Linked DNA regions of Mus musculus: all the other regions are linked to region 1. The links are chromatin contacts, called in public ChIA-PET and promoter capture Hi-C maps. All regions are on one chromosome and are shown on one strand. The core of a region is the stretch at or near the end of the contact, and the rest is flanking DNA. Distances in the headings are between cores, read along the strand shown.

Region 1 (2,876 bases), core at 79-2,578:
GAAAAACAAAACCCTACAAAAAGCTCATTAATATCTAGTTATTACATTTGGACATTTGTGAAAGTCGACAAAGCTTAATCTCAAATTACCCAACCAGATAACCTGTGGCATACTCGGCCAACTGTGCTGGGAAGGGCTTCAGCCAGGTTGAGGGCAACTTCAAAGCATCCGGCGGCGTTCAATCTCCAAGAGTTTTAAAGCTAGGCCTGAAGCTGTGACCCCTGCCGGGGTGTGGCCACCTCAGCCCATGCTGTGTAACTGAGGAGAGCAGGGCAGTACAGTGGCCGCTGAAGACCTAACAATTGAAGATGTAATAATTGCATGGACTTGCTAACATGACATCAAAAGCTGGGCCACACTCATGCTCTGGTGTCACCTGCTTGGGAAGTTATCTTACCAGGCAAGGTGAACAAATCCTTCTGTTACGTCAAGAATAGTCTGAAGCTTTCTATAATACAAAGTTGAAAGATCTTTTCATTACAACCTAAGCCAGATAATTATCCTCCGTGATACTGCTAAAGACCAAAGGATGATGTAATCTGCACAAACGGACAGAAGGGCCGTTCTTATGGTTCCGCCGAACTTAACCCTGAAGATTCACTTCAAAAAATTAAAAACAGATTAACTAGACGAGCGATGGTTGTTTTTACCTATGCAACGTGTAGACACACCTCCCAGCAACGGGTGTGCACACAAGGGGATTACAGTGGGTTTCAACTTGGCCAGAGACTGTACCCGGCGGGGGACCCCTGAAGTTCACCAAGATCGAACGCCCTGGCTGCCCGTAACTTCCCAGAACACCGGGTGAGTGTCGCGACAGAGCGCCGAGCCCGTCACCTGCGTCCCGCCGACCCTCCCTCGCACGTACCGAGCTGGCGGCGCTCGCCGGGACCCATCGGGCGCTGGGGGCCTGCGCGGCGGCACCTCCTCCTCCGGCGGCGGGCTCCGGGGCTGCCTTCCCCGCGCCCGAGCAGTGGGTCCGCGGGCCGGCGCCGGGCAGCCGCAAGGCGAACGCGGCCGGCCGCAGCCGCCAGCGCTCAGCCAGGCAGCCGAGGCAGCAGGCCGCGGGCGGCAGCAGGGCCCTGCGGGAGCCGCCCCTGCCGAGCCGCGCCCCCGGAGGCCGGAGGGCCACGCGAAGAGGGCCCCACGCGCCGCGCGCCACGCGCCAAGCCAACATGGCCGTGTGGCCTCCACGGAGTCCAAGAGTCGAGAACTCAGACGCCCCTGGCACCGGCTGCCAGCTTCTCTAGAGAAGTCGAGCGGTGCCGAGGCCGTATGGACAGCTCCATACTAATTTCTACACTCTGGCACTTTCCGCTTATACAGGTGGCCTGAACCGCCAAGGGAGTCAGCTTTCACGACGTTTTCACGACACCCAGCCGCTCTGCTCACCGGCGCCCCCGCGCGGCAGCGGCGAGCACGAACAGCTAAGGCCCGCAGGTTAGGAAGACCTGACTAGTGAGTAGAGCCGCTAGTGCCTGCAGGCTAAGAAGAATGACAGGTAGGGAAGACCAAGAGCGAGTGCCACGTGGCCACAGGAAGCCACTTATATCAGGCCTGCCTGATGCCAAGTGGCCCGCTGGTGTGCATGGCTCTGTATTATCACTGGAGATGTAAAGCATTAGTGTTGGCATCAAAGTAGTTAAGTACCTACTCTGCTTCCTTAGCACTAAATGCATATGAATAGAGCAAAGGGAAATGTCAATAATAGCAATCACTAATTGTTTACTTGGGAAGTGCTTACTGTATGCGTTATAGTGTCATTATTTATCCTCTCAACAACTCTAACATGCCTTCTGTATTTGCCTTTACTTTTACAGGTACAGAAGCCCGTGGACAGGAGAAACCTGCTTATTCTAAGTCTGAATTAGAAACAAATCAGTTCACTGTTATAACCTTACCTAACCTACCATTTTGTTATAGATTTGAGCTTGAACCCAGGGCCTTGAATCCAGGTCGGGCAAGAACCAAACCAGTGAAAGGTCACCACGTGGTGATGTCTTGCAGTCTTTCCACTGTTCTTCAGCCCAGTCTGTGATGGCACACACTCACCTGGAAGTTGTTCGTAAAGCCCACATCACATTTGACGATTGTAGTCTTTTTTTTTTTTTTTTCCAAGACAGGGTTTCTTTGTGTAGCTCTGGCTGTCCTGGAACTCACTCTGTAGACCAGGCTGGCCTCGAACTCAGAAATCCGCCTGCCTCTGCCTCCCGAATGCTGGGATTAAAGGCGTGCACCACCACGCCCGGCTAAGGATTGTAGTCTTAAGGAGCTTTTTATCAAGATCATCTTTATTTTGTTTTGGTTTTTGCGAGAGGCCTAGACTTTTCTTTTTAATTAAAAAAGGAAGAAAGAAAAATGAAGAAAAGGAAAGAAGAGGAAAAGAGAAGAAAAATCTAAGCAGTGGTATGAAACAAAGAGAAAAAGAAGTAAAAAGATAAATCCAGGTGGCCGTGGTGCATGCCTTTAATCCCAGCACTTGGGAGGCAGAGGCTGATAGATATCTGTAAATTCCAGGTCAGCAAGGGCTACACAGAGAAAATCTGTCTCGAAAACAAAAACAAAGTCAGTTTCTGTTCATAATTAGAGTTACATCCCCTTGTATATAGTCTTAGCCTTAGTCATCCCCTTGTATACAGTGGTCTGATCGGCCCATTTTGGGATGGATGGGTCAACTGATGGAGCTGCTTGCAGCTAATCTAACCAGCTGACTTTGATCATATTTATATCAGCTACCACTTGGTTCCTTCAAGTCAGGGTTTAATATTTCTATGGTATTCTATGGCATATTATCCCTCATTTCATTTTCATTTTGCATTTACTATCAGTTAAATATTCGTTGTAAAATACTAGGATTTGCTTTATTTTGGTTACTC
Region 2 (3,235 bases), core at 262-2,761, 580 kb after region 1:
GTACAAGCTGGCTAGGGGGCTAGTGCCTTTATACAGCACAGGATAGGCAGAGGTGGAGGAGGTCCAAACTAGCTAGCAGGGCTTCCTAGAGAGATTCTATCTAAAACAAAAGTTCTGATGTCAAACGTGGGTGCTTAGGCTTGATGCTGTTTCCTTAAACAGCATTGGGGGGTGGGGTGCCTTTAGTCCCAGCACTCAGAAGGATCTCTGGGATGGAGGCCAGCCTGATCTACAGATCAAGTTCCAGGACAGCCAGGGCTACAAAGAGAAACCCAGTCTCGAACAAGCAAACAAAGATACTAAACTCTGTCAACTATTAATCAGGGGAAACGCGGCATATCCTCCTCCTTTATTGAAGACAGGCTAGAAACAGACCTTCAACGGAACCCTTATTTCCGTATCAGCACGCAGGCCTACGTACGAGAGCTTCTGCAGGTCACAAGCTGACAATCTCTGACTTAACCAGTCTCCATCATTCTGGTCCAGGCTACCTCAGCCGGTTCTACTCATCACTCACTGATCCGAACCACAAATACGGTCCGTCATTCAATGTCCACAGTAAAACAACCACCCTCCACCTTTCTCAACTTCACACAAACCTCGCACTTTCAACCAAAGGAGCGCCCCCACATTGGCTGTGTCCCTGCCAAAATGGCCTCCTCCTTACCTTCCTCCTTTACCCCATCAATGCCCACACTTGGCGCAGTAAACAAACCCACCATTGGGAGCACACACCTGCTCACTAACCCGCCCTCTCACGGAGTGGATCAAGACTCCTCTCTGATAGAACCAACAGATTTAATGTTTTAATCAAGTTCAAAAGAAGGTTTTAATCTCCCAGGAGACAAATGCTATGGCCTGAGTCCTCCCCCATTCCCCAATCAACAGCAATACTTGTAAAGCAAGCGGTGAGCCTACATCGCGCTCTCCGGGCCCCAAGCAAGGTCTGTGGGGTGTCCAGCGTCCACATCGGGAAGGCCTAGGGAAGGCGAAGACCCTCCAGAGCTCACGCGCTACTCCCCGCGCCCGCAGACCGCTGTCCCCACAAGCAAAAGACACCCGCCGACCCTCTGCGCAACCCAGGCCTGGTACCCAGGGCCGCGATAAAGGTCAGAGGGCGAGGCTGCCGGCGCGCCCCTCCGCACTTAACGATGCCTCTACCTTGTCCTCCGGAGGTGCGTCCTCGCGGACAACCCTCTGCCGTAGTTCGGTCATGCTGGGGACCCCGGCGCGACGTCACCCCGAGTGAGCAGCACGGTGGCCGCGGGGGTCGGCTCAGTGAGCACGGGCTCTCGGCGGGCCCGAGCACCTCGCAGCCCCACCGTGCCTCGCACAGCCCCTGCAGCAGCGCCACTAGCCCCGAGCCCGGCCCCGCCCAGCACCGCTGCCGCCGCCCTTGCCCGGAGAGCGGAGCCGCTGTTTCCCCAGCGGCCGCTCGCTCCTCCTCCCGGGAAGCTGCGAGCCAGCGCGCACGCGCACTGCCGCCATCTCCGCCTGGAACCCCAGACGCCAGGAGGCGGGGCAGCCTGGCGGGGGTGGGGGCGTGAGCGGAGTTCGAGACACTCATTGGACAAAACCTAGAGGGGGCGGGAGAAAAAGAGCAGAGTGAACCAATGGGGTCCTTGCGTCCTACCGCAAGTCCCCGCGCGCGAGTGCTGGGTCCAGAAGGTAACCTGTTACCGGGGGACAACAGCGCCTCGTAGCGGCCTAGACTTGCTGCTCTCAGCTTGGGAGTCCAAACGAAGAGACCAGGTGGACCTCTGAACATCATAGCAGGAGGTGAAACCTGTTTCAGCTCACTTTGCCTTGCCAAGCCATGGTCGCTGGTAACTTAGTGAGCACTGATTCTGTCTAAGCACCGAACTCAGAAATAGTCTCGTCCCAATCACACACCTTTTTTGTTCACAGCACTCCAGAGACAAAGGCAAGTGGATCTGATCTATGTAACCTGTTCCACTGCTACTGAGACCCTGTATCAAAAAACAAACAACCACAACAAAAAACACTTAGAAATGGATATGATATCTGCAAGTAACATCATCCAAGATATTGCTTGTCTTAAGTTTTTGTCTTGTTTTGTGCTGAAGGTAGAACTCAGGACCTATGGGCTAGCGAGATGGTTCAGTGGGTAAGAACACTGACTGCTCTTCCAAAGGTCCTGAGTTCAAATCCCAGCAACCACATGGTGACTCACAACCACCCGTAATGAGATCTTACGCCCTCTTCTGGTGTATCAGAAGTCAGCTACAGTGTACTCATGTATAAAAATAAATCGTTCAAAAAAAAAAAAAAACCCTCAGGTTTGGCTCTTGTTAACCACAACTTCTGTGAGTAAGTTAACACCCACATCTAATTCTTTGAAAACCTTTGGGCTGAAAGGAATGTTTCCTATGGAGCCCCTCCCTCTATTCCTGACCTAGTTTAAGCATTTAGCCAGCAGCTACAAGGGTACGAGTAAGAATTAGAACTCAGACGTTTGTTACCACGCTGTAACCAATGTTCACATATGCTGCCTGAATTCAGTATTATGGGTGCTGTTCCAGCATTGTTCTCATGCAAAACAGGGCTCCCAGTCCTTAGCCAGATTGCAATCTCAAAGAAGTCTTCCACACCAAGGGTCAGGTTCCTTTTAGAGATTTTGACCAGAGCTGTGAGTTTTCAGAAAATAGGAAGAGTTCTGAAAAAGACTTACATTCTCAAATTCTTGTTATGATGTTTCAAATTAACAGCAAAATACTTAGACAAACTTCAGCCCTCTGGTCTTTGCATTTTATTTGCTATTTAACAGCTTTGCACAAATGCTTGGGTGCTCTTGTTCCTCTACTGGTGTTTGCTGGTTTTGTTGGGTTTGGGTTTTTGCTTTGTTCTGTTAGAAATAAATACCTTTTGAAGCCAGACTTTGGCTACTTTGTGGGCTTTTTTCTTTCTTCTACCCTTCTCCACCCTCTTCTTCCACCCTTTCAACACCCTATCACTATGTAGGAAAGGAAAAGAAAAAGGATAGAGGTGAAGGGTGGTGATAATATCATGTGACTATTTTCTGATAATTAAGGGCGTCAAGTTCCTTGGAGCAAGTTTGAGACCAGAATACATGGCTAGAGAAATGGTTCAATGGTTAGGCGCACTTATTGCTCTTGCAGAGGAAGGAGGTTTGGTTCTCAGCACCCATACAGGACGAACTGCCCATAATTCTGGTTCCAAGGGACTCAAGTCCCTCCTCTGGCCTCTAGGATCG
Region 3 (2,881 bases), core at 369-2,868, 530 kb after region 1:
GAGTTGGAATTTTGATGGGGATTGCATTGAATCTGTAGATTGCTTTTGGCAAGATAGCCATTTTTACTATATTGATCCTGCCGATCCATGAGCATGGAGATCTTTCCATCTTCTGAGATCTTCTTTAATTTCTTTCTTCAGAGACATGAAGTTCTTGTCATACAGATCTTTCACTTCCTTAGTTAGACAAAAGCAAACATTTAACTGGGGCTGGCTTACAGTCTCAGAAGTTTAGTTCACTATCATCATGGTAGGAAGCATGGCAGCATGCAGGCAAACTTGGTGCTGGAGGAGCTGAGAGTTCTACATCTTCATCAGAAGGCAGTAGAAGAGACTGTCTTCCTCAGGCAGCCAGGGGAGACTCTGTTGTGCACTGGGTGTAGCTTGAACTTATTTATGAGACCTCAAAGACTGTCTATACTGTGACACACTTCCACCAGCAAGGCCACACCCACTCCAACAAGGCCACACCTTTTTTTTTTTTTTTTTTTTTTTTTTGAGACAGATTTCTCTGTATAAACCCTGGCTGTCCTGGAACTCACTCTGTAGACCAGGCTGGTCTTGAACTCAGAAATCTGCCTGCCTTTGCCTCCTAAGTGCTAGGATTAAAGTCGTGTGCCACCACTGCCTGGCTAAGGCCATACCTCTCTTTTTTTTAATTTTTATTTTATATATATATATATATATATATATATATATATATGACGAATAAACTGTAGCCATCTTTAGACACACCAGAAGAGGGCATCAGATCCCTTTACAGATGGTTGTGAGCCACCATGTAGTTGCTGGGAATTGAATTCAGGACCTCTGGAAGAACAGTCAGTGCTCTTAACCGCTGAGCCATCTCTCCAGCCCAAGGCCATACCTCTTAATAGTGCCAATCTCTTGGCCAAATATTGAAACACATGAATCTATGGATCCAAACCTCTTCAAACCACCACAATGAGGAACTGTATTACAGGGTCACAGCAGTAGGGAGGTTGAGAGCCTCTGCATTATACCATGAGGAAATATAACTAATGCAGGTAGACACTGCATTACTCATTTTACACTGAAGAAGGGGTAGCACAGACAGGGCTAGTAACCTGCCCAGTGCCACACAGCCAGTCAGCAATCCCCCAACTGAAACAGAAAGGACAAGCCATTCCACCTCTACAGGTGTGCAAGGAGATCTGTGAGGGAGGCCCAGCACTGGCTGGGAATCGGAACAAGGCCATGAGATGTTCAGGTGGCATCCTAATGCGCCCTAGGCTGCCTGAGCTAAGTCAGCTCTGGTAGTTATAGCCTGCCCTCCTCTCTGTTCCCGAGACAAAACATTCCTTCTGGGTGCAAACAGTTGCAATACAGCACCAATTTCCCTGGAATACTGAGGCCAGTTCTTTCTTTTGCATAGAAAGGCATTCACTCCTCAGACCACGCTGATCCCATGACAAACAGAAGCTTCTGGCCAGTGACTATCGGCTGCTAGCAACTGGAGCAGGGCTTTGCATATTTTCTCAGCTACCTCTGCTTCATGCAGAGGAGGCTAAGTGGTTGAGCAGTCTCATCAACGCAGAAGAAAACAGTGAGGTTGGGCCTGGATCTTACTCAACTGTGTCCTGAGCTGGAGCGCTTGAGCCTGACTCCTGGTTCACTGCTGCCCTCTCCTGGGCTTTTGGCAGCACTGCCTGACTGCAAAGAGTACTGCAGTTTTGATTTGGTTGGCTGGTTTGGAGTTTATTGTTATTACTGTTATGGTTTTTTTTAGATACTCACATCATTTCCCCTTCCCTTTTCTCACTCCAAACCCTCCCGTATACCACCTCTTGCTCTCTTTCAAATGTGTGGTCTTTTTTTTTTTTTCATTAATTGCTGTAACACTCATGCATGCATATAGGAACTGAGTTTTACTCAGGCCTCTCAAACTGCAGAGACCAGGGACAGCATTTCCATCAAATGGAAGATGGGGCAGGCAGAGGCAGAAGGGAGGCATTTCTTGTTCTCCAATCTACTACAGGGCCTCTCAAAATTGCACATATTATAAAATTGTACATGTGTATAAAAATCGTATAGGAAATGAGAATGTAGCTCAGAGATAGACGACCTGGCATGTACCCCCAGGCCATTCTCCTTTACAAATAGTCAGGATTAAAGGTGGCCACTTCTCAAGAATTCTTCTGTGTATCGAGGACTCCATACAAAACAAAACACTTCTTTTATTGCTATAAACACTCATCTATCCACTAACCAAATTCAATCGTGTAACCCGACTTCTCACCCCAGCAGGTCCCTCTGGTTCTCTCTACTTGGCTTTCTGGGTGTCTTCTTACTTTGGAGAATCAGATACCTTTTTAGGTAAGAACGTAGGCAGGCAGGCAGGCAGATGGATAATGTATGATAGGTAAGAGGGTACACAGATGATAGGTAGGTTAAGTAGGCACGTACATAGATAAATAATAATTAGATAGATAGGTCGGACAATAGATAGATAAATAGATGATAGGTAGGTGGATAGGTAGATGATAGGTAAGTAGGTAGATAAATAACTGATATGTAGTTGGGTGGATACATACATGCTTACATACATACATACATACATACATACATACTAGATGACGGACAGTGTGGTGATCTGAATGAGAACCACCCACCATGGACTCGGATGTTTGAACACTCGGTCCCCGGTTAGTACGGTTTAGGTGTGGCCCTAGTGGAGGAAGTCTGTCACTACGGTGGGCTAAAAGGTTTCAAAGCCACACACCATTACCAATTCCCTGTCTCTGCCTTGTGCTTGTGAGCCATTAGCTTCTGCTCCAGCCACCATGGCTGCCGCCTGCTGCCGCCCCTCCATCCTGGACTCTTTCTTACCCCTCTGCAACTGTAAGCCCAAATGAATTCT
Region 4 (3,075 bases), core at 496-2,995, 550 kb after region 1:
GGACAGCCTCGAACTCAGAAATCTGCCTGCCTCTGCCTCCCAAGTGCTGGGATTAAAGGTGTGTGTCACCACTGCCCGGTACTGTGGCCACTTCTATCTGAAAAGAGGAAGCTAAAATCGGTTTCCCTGCAGCTGGCTTCTACAGAGCATGGTCCTGAAATCACAATGATAACAGCTGTCTTAGACCACAAATGCCGACTGCCACAAATATGCACCAGGCTTGTCTACAAGAATATGCGGCAACCCACCCCACCATCAACACAACAAACTGGATAGGTTTTAATTCAAATGCATTTTTAAATCAGCACGTAATATCTGTACATATTATGCTGAGAAATGAAAACAGACTCCACGGCAAGCTAGTGGTAAGGCTAAGGATTCACGATGCCCTACCCACGGGAGGGACACAAGGACACAGGGACACTTTCAGAGAATGCTTTGCAATCTCATGATTTATGCTTCTCAGGCATGCACACAGCTGTTGTTAAGAGGACTGGTTTTGGGGGCGGGGGTCAGGAGTCTTAGACTTCTTAGTTCTTCCTGGACTGAAGGAAATGTTCACAGTGGGTGTACATGGAGGAGAGAAAATAACCTTGAGCCGCAAACCCTAAAAGCCTGTCTTACCCAGCAATGGACACATGCACACTAAGCCAGGTTACCTTGAGGACAGGTTGGAAAGGGCCCTGTTAAGGACCTCTGGGGTGTCATCTACGGAGGTTGGTAGGGGAGCTGTTTCCGCTCGGCTCTCGCTGTCAGACGCTGTCTCTCCATCTAGCTTTGCTTCGGACTCTGATTCCTACACAACGCAAAAATAAAGAGCAAAGGTCAAAACTGCTGGGGAACTACTAAAAGTGAACAGTTGTCACAGGAGATCCCATTAAAAGAACTCAGTGCACTGGCATAGTGAGGTGACAAGATAGATGGGCCACAGTAATCCTGACAGTGTTCTGACATGAGTAGAGACAGGGATGCCATACCCAATCTGTCAACAGCCCCACACCGTGGACCCTGGAGGAGGTATAAGAAGACAGAAATGGCCTCCAAAGAATGCAAAGAGAGGAGGCTGTGACTGACTTCTGAGGGCCTGGCCCTGAGCCTGCCATCGTTTAAGTATCCCAGGCTCACCCCTATGTCAGCCTAAGCACGCAGAAATAGCTGTCCATTTCTGAAAACCCTGCTCCTCCTGCACCTGCACCTAACCAAGGGGAAGAACCACGGCCTCTATCACCACTGACCAAGATAGCTGAACACTTTGATATTCTCATTTTATGAAAGGACTCAGTAAGGGTCCCCCTCATCCTTAGGGGTTCCTTTGTGTGTTGTCTTGTTTTACAGTACTGGGAAATTAAGCCTAGGGCCTTGTTCATGTAAGACCAAAACATTATCTACCACTGATCTATATCCTCCGGTCCAGTGTAGGGATTCCCTGAGGAGAGAGAAGCAAATGGCGCCAGAGCTGTGTCCCACTCCACTGTCAGGCTTTAAACACTAACACCTCCATGACTGCTCCTCTCAGAGAAAGTGAAGTCCTGGCACCAACATCAACTTTCCATTCGTTAACATTTACACTCACACCTTACTGGCAACCTGTAGTAAGACTAGATAATAATGCCACGTGGTGGCTATTGTAGCTCTGATCCCTAAACCTCAGGGCTTCAAACTGTAAGCACCTGCCCTGCCCGACCTGCAATCCACCCACAGACACACTCTAGGAGCATCCAGAAGCCACAGAAACTGAGCCAAGCATCAGAGAAGGCCCAGCACAGGGTTATTTTTAACTTATCTATCCCGTTGTCAAGGAGACTCACTGAGACTGCTGGGTTCCTAGGCAGGAAAGGACAAAAACAAAGGCTAGTGATGGGGGGTGGGGAGAGAAGGGTGAGGGTTGGTTTACGGAGAGGATGCTAAGAATCTCTGGCCATATAAGGTGGCATGTATCTACAATCCTGTGATTTCAGCTCCCAAAAGGATGAGGCAGGAGACTGCATTGAGTCTGAGGCTTGCATGGGTCTACAGCAAATTTCCAAATCAGTCAAGGGTATACAGTAGAAATGTCTAAAAAATAAAATAAGAAGTCAGGAGGTCATAGTGGCACACACCTTTAGTCTCAGCACTCAGAAGCTAGAGACAGGCGAATCTCTCAGTTTATTGAGTTCCAGAAAAGCCAAGACTAGATAGAGAAACCCTGATTTAGAAAACCAAAAAATAGTCTCCAGTAAGTAAATAAATAAAATAGTCTTTTATGGACCCCAAGCCTGACATACATCTTCCCTGACCTGATTCTACTTCCTCTTAAAAGAAGAGGAAAGAGAGGTATCCTGAGGCTCAAGTCAGGAAAAGGATACAGAACTCACAAAGCACTATGGCTGCTGCCACTACCTCAGGATGACTGGGATAAGGGACCAAGACACGGAGTAAGTCTAGAAGAAGCAGGCCTCAAGGAAGGGAACTCCCCAGGTTTTACCAGCCTCCAATGAGCAAGCTCAGGAAGTCTCTGAAATAAACACCTTGGAGCCCTTCTTAGGAGTACCGCTAGGCAAGAGGCCAATGCCCATTCAGGCTCCTACCCACAGCTGGGAATGCTGAAGCTGGCCACCTCCGCTACTCACCCTTACAGCCAGGCAGAGGTCAGGACCAAGCACACCAAGAACCTAGAGCCTGCAGTTTTTCTGGCCTCTCCTTAACCCACAGGCACCTCCTTCCACTCAGGATAGCTGTCAAAGGGAAGCACCCCACAGCAGCTTCCATGCTGGGCTGAAGACAGACCTGAGCCCAAATTCTGGCCCGTAATAAAAGCAGCACATACTGGGCAGAGAGCTCAGAATGAGGGACTGGAGGGCTTGCTCTGCGGTGAAGAGGGCCTGCTCCCTCCCCTTCCAGAAGATCTGAGTTCAGTGTACAGCATTCACATCTTTCTGTTACCCCAGCTCAAGAGCTCGCCTGGCCACACCAGGGACCAACACACATGCAGCACCCACACACATTGTAAGTGTTTGCTTGCTTGCTTGCTTGCTTGCTTTGAAGTCAGCAGTGGAGCCGAGAGGACGGCTCAGTGGGAAGACAGCTGCTGTCAGG

Evidence for each region. Promoter capture Hi-C pulls out the DNA fragments that hold promoters and counts their contacts. ChIA-PET counts read pairs in DNA pulled down with a chosen protein or histone mark.
Region 2: a contact with region 1 is called in a promoter capture Hi-C map of pre-B cells. The contact joins the promoter of Cds2 here to the promoter of Crls1 in region 1. A contact is called at or near these places in 20 of 39 promoter capture datasets (the 3T3-L1 cell line, 3T3-L1-derived adipocytes, the C10 cell line and 12 more), 1 of 484 Hi-C or Micro-C datasets (pre-B cells), 7 of 115 datasets of contacts at active chromatin or transcription factors (astrocytes, bone marrow-derived macrophages, double positive thymocytes and 4 more) and 3 of 9 other capture datasets (adipose tissue, embryonic stem cells and liver).
Region 3: a contact with region 1 is called in a promoter capture Hi-C map of hippocampal neurons, with 4 times the contacts expected there. The contact joins the enhancer-like site here to the promoter of Crls1 in region 1. A contact is called at or near these places in 18 of 39 promoter capture datasets (the 3T3-L1 cell line, 3T3-L1-derived adipocytes, the C10 cell line and 9 more), 1 of 15 datasets of contacts at CTCF or cohesin (embryonic stem cells), 3 of 484 Hi-C or Micro-C datasets (the HPC-7 cell line, cerebral cortex and pre-megakaryocyte-erythroid progenitors), 5 of 115 datasets of contacts at active chromatin or transcription factors (astrocytes, embryonic stem cells, memory CD8 T cells and 1 more) and 4 of 9 other capture datasets (adipose tissue, embryonic stem cells, liver and 1 more).
Region 4: a contact with region 1 is called in an RNA polymerase II ChIA-PET map of memory CD8 T cells, with 16 read pairs. The contact joins the enhancer-like site here to the promoter of Crls1 in region 1. A contact is called at or near these places in 9 of 39 promoter capture datasets (the C10 cell line, the HPC-7 cell line, cranial neural crest and 4 more), 2 of 484 Hi-C or Micro-C datasets (cerebral cortex and pre-megakaryocyte-erythroid progenitors), 4 of 115 datasets of contacts at active chromatin or transcription factors (bone marrow-derived macrophages, embryonic stem cells, memory CD8 T cells and 1 more) and 4 of 9 other capture datasets (adipose tissue, embryonic stem cells, liver and 1 more).

Annotation. Positions count from the first base shown.
Region 1 is chr2:132,845,118-132,847,993 of GRCm38.p6, reverse strand. Crls1 (cardiolipin synthase 1) reads right to left here and starts at 1,328. Exons shown (of 7, transcript NM_001024385.1): 1 at 869-1,328. The coding sequence starts at 1,177.
Region 2 is chr2:132,261,424-132,264,658 of GRCm38.p6, reverse strand. It overlaps Cds2 (CDP-diacylglycerol synthase (phosphatidate cytidylyltransferase) 2), which reads right to left and starts at 1,511. Exons shown (of 13, transcript NM_138651.7): 1 at 1,162-1,511. The coding sequence starts at 1,215. It overlaps Gm46766 (a long non-coding RNA gene), which reads right to left and starts at 1,155. Exons shown (of 2, transcript XR_001783482.2): 1 at 919-1,155.
Region 3 is chr2:132,314,963-132,317,843 of GRCm38.p6, reverse strand. No RefSeq gene overlaps it. Among named protein-coding and RNA genes, the nearest start is that of Gm46766, 53 kb to the right of the region's middle. Within about 2 kb of position 1,618, at least 30 of the 459 cell types and tissues checked have an H3K27ac peak or open chromatin away from gene starts, as enhancers often do. A contact at or near this core is called in hippocampal neurons, where this site is marked.
Region 4 is chr2:132,290,966-132,294,040 of GRCm38.p6, reverse strand. Cds2 (CDP-diacylglycerol synthase (phosphatidate cytidylyltransferase) 2) reads right to left here. Exons shown (of 13, transcript NM_138651.7): 2 at 660-796. Among named protein-coding and RNA genes, the nearest start is that of Gm46766, 29 kb to the right of the region's middle. Within about 2 kb of position 1,745, at least 111 of the 459 cell types and tissues checked have an H3K27ac peak or open chromatin away from gene starts, as enhancers often do. A contact at or near this core is called in cerebral cortex, hippocampal neurons and memory CD8 T cells, where this site is marked.